Regions from separate parts of the Mus musculus genome. Here region 2 is linked to region 1. Evidence: chromatin contacts called from public HiChIP or PLAC-seq data. All regions are on one chromosome and are shown on one strand. Each heading gives the region's core, a stretch centred on a gene start, on an enhancer-like site or on the middle of the called end of the contact. The rest is flanking DNA. Distances are from core to core; before and after follow the strand shown. Region 1 holds the start of P2ry1 (purinergic receptor P2Y, G-protein coupled 1). Region 2 holds the start of Arhgef26 (Rho guanine nucleotide exchange factor (GEF) 26).

Region 1 (2,700 bases), core at 168-2,667:
GCGGAGAGTTGTCCAGGTCATTGTAAATCAAAGCTTTAACAATTAATCCATAACAGCCCAAGATCAGCACCAAAGGGATGCAGAACATGGCCACAGTCGTGCACATACTGTAGATGAAATAACTTCGCAGGTAATCATTGGACGTGGTGTCATAGCAGGTGACAGTTTTGTTTTTCCGAGTCCCAGTGCCAGAGTAGAAGAGAATAGGGGAGATGGCCACCACCACAATGAGCCACACCAGCACGCTGACATAAATGGCATTCTTCTTCTTGAGCCTGCCCAGAGACTTGAGAGGGTACACCACGCCACTGTACCTGTGTGCGCTGATGCAGGTGAGGAACAAGATGCTACCGTAGAGATTTACGTGGAAGATGAATCTCTGCAGCTTGCACATAGCATCCCCGAAGATCCAGTCAGTCTTGTTGAAGTAGTAGAAGATGAGGGCTGGTAGGGTGAGCACGTATAAAAAGTCAGCCAGAGCCAAATTGAACATGTACACGGAGATGCCGCTCCAAGGCTTCATGTGGAAAACGAACATCCAGATAGCCACGCTGTTGCCTAGGAAGCCTATGATGAACACTAAAATGTAGACAGCCGGCAGGTAGTAGAACTGGAAACCGGTCTTGGTCAGGGCACATTGGAATGAAGAGGAAACTGCTGCAGTTGAGGCGACAGTACTGTTTCCCCAAAGCGAGCCCAGGCCCGCCAGAAAGGCAGCATCCGTCCCGTTGGGGACAACCGACCAAGGCACCTCGGTCATCCTCTTCTTTCCAACTCAGGCAGCTACTAGAAAGGGCAGACCGCGGCGAGCGGGCAGCAGCGGCGAGAGACTCAGCGCGCATCGGAGGCGCAGGCCAGGGACCGCGCGCGGGAGTTCCCCACGGGTCGGAGCGCGCAGGGGCTCGCCCACGCCGGCTCTGGCCGCGCTTTTGTCGCGGGCCATGAAATTCGCCCGGAGCTGCGACCGATCTAAGCTGAAGGACGTGCGGGCAACTTCCCGGTCCAGCTGGCGGCGCGGAGGTTACACAACAGGACGCGCAGGGCACCTCCACCAAGTTTGCAAGTGCGCTCCCGCGCAGGGCGACTGATAGGCGCTGCTCAGAGCGCCTGGGGCGCGGCGGGTCAAGTCCAAGTAGTTCGGCTGTTCCCAGCGGCCCGAAGGCGCAGGCCAACCACCTCCTCTCTGATCAACTTTGCCTGGCCATCTGCCTACTCCCTACCTTGCAACCCGGGACCTTCACCAGGGACGCCGCGACTCTTCTTCCGGCCACATTCTGAGCCCGCGCTCAACCTTGGAGGTCTTTTGGAGAGCGCGTGGCCTCGGACCCTGGCGTACTACCTACCCTGTACCCCGCTCACAGTCCATGAAGGCTGCAGCTCGTCTCCGCGCTCGGCTGGGTCTCGAGTGCAGGGGGCAGGAGAGAAAGCCAGGCTCCCAGCGGGGTGGGCGGAGCCTAGGAGCCCGGGCGAGTCTGTGCTCCGCGGGGAGGCAAGGGGCGTGTCTCCGCCGTGCAAGCTCCGGGCCGCCGGCTCAGGGCTGGGCGCCCAGGGCGGGAGGTGGCCTCTGGAAGCAGAGATCGCGGTGCCCCTGCACGCCTGGCAAGGCCGCCACCACTCGAATCAGTGGTCAGAACAAAAGGTGCTCTAGGGCAGCGGTGGCTTCTGGCCAGCGTATGGCTGGAGGGGTTTCCTCGGTCCTCCACCAGCTAGCTCTGTAAAGTGAAGTTGCTGACACGCTGAAAACCTTCTGGACGCTGGCAGCGTTGTGTCTAAAGCTTTGAGCTGAGCAGTCTGAGACAGACATCTCCGGAGCCTCCCCGGAACTCGCAAGGTGTTTGCAGGCTCCAGACAACCAGCGGTTTGCAGGTGGGCACGCCCTGGCCCTGCACAGCGCCTTGCTTTGCCCAACGCGTGTAGGAACCTGCTGATCCCAGAGGGTGCCAGCTCTGAATGAGTGAGGGTGGTAAGCGGCATGGGCAAGTCGCTTTCTGCCCTTCATGTCTGTTTGTTTTTATTGTTGTTTGCTTTATCCAAATACTATTTTTTGCACTACTTAGAAAAATGCTAATACACCGGCATCACTGGTAACATTATTGTGAGAATGTACATAAGAACCTGGTCTAACTGCTTAGTTAACGCAGCACACATCATCAGTCCAACTTGACTGCTAACACTTGCTGGAAAGAACAAGCGCCCTCCCTCCAACCTCCAGTTACCATTTACATACATTTAAATAATAGAGACTACAGTGAAAATGATTCTGAATCAAGCTGAATATTAAACACAGCTTTATAAAGAAAGAGGGTTCATTTGTTGAGGGATAACTTTACAGTTTGGCTTTATTGTGAATCTTATTTCTTAAAATGCCTGTTCCTCTAGTAGATACCTTTCAAATTTAGACAGAGACCAATGTAATTATTTTATTTTTTGTAAATCTTAGTCTAGGGTTCCAAATGCATAAAAAATGTGGGCAATATATAAAAAAAAAGTGTTTAATTGTAAACTAAATGGATTGTTTCCTACCTGAAGACATGATTAAACAGACCCACCCAAGAATGGAACCAAGCCCTTCTTGACAATCTACTGATTAATGTATTTTATGTGCCATATTAACAAATACATTTTTTCTTGTAAAAAAAAAGTACGAGGATAGAATACCTTCGATTATATTCTATAGCCATTTCATTCTAGTTTCATATA
Region 2 (2,700 bases), core at 141-2,640, 1.3 Mb before region 1:
TCCCTTGGGAGGGCAGCCTTTGGAGTGGCAGTTTTTGTTCTGAAGACTTGTGTGGGAGAGCAGGAGAGAGTCTCGAGGGGGCCAGCTCCAAGTCCCCAGCTGGCTGACCAGTTTGTGATACTGGGCCAGATGAGTCGGTTTTATGGGCAAGGCCATTGGCAATGGGCGAAGATACCTTACTGGCAGTCACCCCGGTGCAGTCCTCATCGGTGGCGCAAGAGGCCGGGGTGTCCGGAGTCCGGGAGGCGCGCGACAACAGCGCCGCGGGCGAGGCCACGGTGCCATTAGAAGTGGACTTCGGGGAGCCGCCCGACGCCGCGTAAGAAACCAGGGGTGACTTGGGCCGTCGGAGTCGAGGAGAAGCAGCTCTGTAGTCCGGGGACACCGTGCGACCATTGGTCACCGGCCTCCGATGCGCGCTCAGAAGCTGGGGGCTCCTGGACACCGTCCTGTCGTCCGGGTCGGCGGGTACGCGGACCGGAGTCTGCGGCGTGGGAAGGGCAGCCAGCTCCTCCACAGGGAAGTCGGTGATCAGCAGCCCGCTGGGGCTCTGGTACGACTGTGGCCGCGGCTTGCTCCGGCTGAGCAACTGGAGCGGAGGGGTGGACCGTCTCCGCCACAAAGGGGTGACGCCGTTGCTGGAAAAATCCACCTCGCTTTCGCCGTCCATAGCGGGGCCTTTGAGCCAGCCCCGAGAGGAGGAAAGCTGCTCAGGTTGCCTAAGAGAAAGGAACTTTGCCTCCGGACAACTAGTCTTGTCTGGGAGCCTAACCGGGTTCCAGCCCGGCGGTCACACGGGTGTCGCGCGGGACTCGGCAGCGCCGCACTTACCCGCCCTTTCTCGGGCACAGCGTCTCCCGCCAAGCTTCCCGACCGAGGACTGAGATCCGAGCCGCAGTTGATCAGATGAATCCCGTCTCCTCTGCGTCCTTCCCGCCCCCCAAGCCCGCCGGCACCTAGAGAGCTCGCCGCCACCGCAGGACCCTTGGAAAGAGTTCAGCTGGCTGGGACAGCTCGCCGTGGGACGCTCCCCCGCGTCTCCATCTAGCCGCCCGCCCCGCGCCAGTCCACCCGGTCCCCGGTATGCGGTCTCCAGCGCGCTCACCCTTCCGGGGCACAGACCAAGGAGTACTCCCTGTCCCCGAGGGTGGCCTGGGTCCTTACTAAAGCGCGGAGACAACCGCTCAGCCTGGGACAGCAGAGGCCCGCGGCGCCGGCCCCGCCCCCGCGCTACGCCCCGCCCCAGCACGCCGGGGAAGCTCGCACCGAGGCGCCCAGGAGTTCCCGCCCCTGCCTTCCCGGAGTGCGCTCAGTGATTGTAAACGGGACGCGCACACCTGAGCTGCCTGTCCAGACCCTGAGTGCAAGAATGCAGGAGCGCGGGCGGCCGCCCTACGGGCCAGCTGGAGGGCGCGGTCGCAGATCTGAACACTGCGTGGGAATGGTCGTGAGAGCAGAGAAAGGGCTTCTTGATCATCCCTAGACCTGGAGGGGAAGGTTGGAAGGGTGAAACACTTCGGAGCTTGGTGCTGCTGCGACACTTCACTGGGCCACTTGTGGGCGTCAAACTGAACCTCACTCCGGGCTCTCACTCATCTGCTTGCAATAATGTGTGGACTACAGACAGATTTGCTTGTATGCACTCAGAGGAGACTGAGAGGCCAGGTGGACTATGACTCTACATGTCCTAATGTCCTAATCTTTGTGCCCTGTATGTTTGAAAGTCACACAGTAAAAGTAAACAAAATACAAAATATTTATTAGTGTGTAGTTGTGTACAATATAAATTGAAAATCTGTATGTAGAATAAAATATCGAACAAGAAGTAAATTCCAAATCCTTATTAGAGATTAAGAGGCTGGGCCTACCCCTTCAATCTAGTCTTTTTTCACTAGCTTTATCTAGTCAAGCCAAGTCCACAGTCTTAGAGCCTTCAAGTTTATTTCTTGGCCTTCTGGTTTGTCACTTCATTGGAATTACCCCCGATTTCCCCAACCACCTGATCTCTTTCTTTTTCACATTAACCGAAATTTGTAAATCTGAATGCTTAGTTATATGTCTGTGTATTAGTGCTTAATCTATTCTGCCTTTGCATTGTAGTTTTGAAGAGGGCAGGGGTTATATTTGTGACTCATGCACACAGTAAGTGATAAATATCTGTGGAGTTTGGAAGTAGATGAATAAGAGAAATGAACTGGGCCAGTGATATCTTTTAGATGTTGGTTGCCAAGTTGGCTATGTCTTGGTGAAATTCCAGGTATGTACGACCTGAGAAGACATGATTTTGGTTGATGAGATCTGTAGAATTGGTTGTTAGCAAGACACAGGGCAGGCTCCAAGTGTTCAAAGTTCATGTGAGTGCCCACTGTTTAAAGCCATGCTTCTTTCTGCTTTGGGTGGCAAAAGGAAGGGTGGTTCTTTATGTTTTTCTATAATTACCAAAGTGACACAGTGAAGGTCTTTGATCTCAGAAACTTTTTTGAACTCGAACAAATGGAATCAAAATGTATATCGAAATCATTTTTGAGAAGATTTACTAACAATTTCATACGGAAATAAGTGGATTCTATGTTCATCTATGGAGCCTTGCTGTAGGGGATTTTCATATCAATAATATTAGTTTTATATAATAAATTTAACTTCAGAAAGTTGTGGAGATTTATAAGTGGCAGGTTTAACGTGGATCAGAGTGCAGTCTGT

Evidence for each region. HiChIP or PLAC-seq counts read pairs in DNA pulled down with a chosen protein or histone mark.
Region 2: an H3K27ac HiChIP or PLAC-seq map of embryonic stem cells shows a contact between it and region 1, with 9 times the contacts expected there. The contact joins the promoter of Arhgef26 here to the promoter of P2ry1 in region 1. A contact is called at or near these places in 5 of 39 promoter capture datasets (cranial neural crest, hippocampal neurons, liver and 2 more), 2 of 484 Hi-C or Micro-C datasets (both in embryonic stem cells) and 2 of 115 datasets of contacts at active chromatin or transcription factors (embryonic forebrain and embryonic stem cells).

The regions. Positions count from the first base shown.
Region 1 is chr3:61,001,502-61,004,201 of GRCm38.p6, reverse strand. It overlaps P2ry1 (purinergic receptor P2Y, G-protein coupled 1), which reads right to left and starts at 1,417. Exons shown (of 2, transcript NM_008772.5): 1 at 1-1,417. The coding sequence starts at 760.
Region 2 is chr3:62,337,467-62,340,166 of GRCm38.p6, reverse strand. Arhgef26 (Rho guanine nucleotide exchange factor (GEF) 26) reads right to left here and starts at 1,390. Exons shown (of 14, transcript NM_001081295.1): 1 at 1-1,390. The coding sequence starts at 670.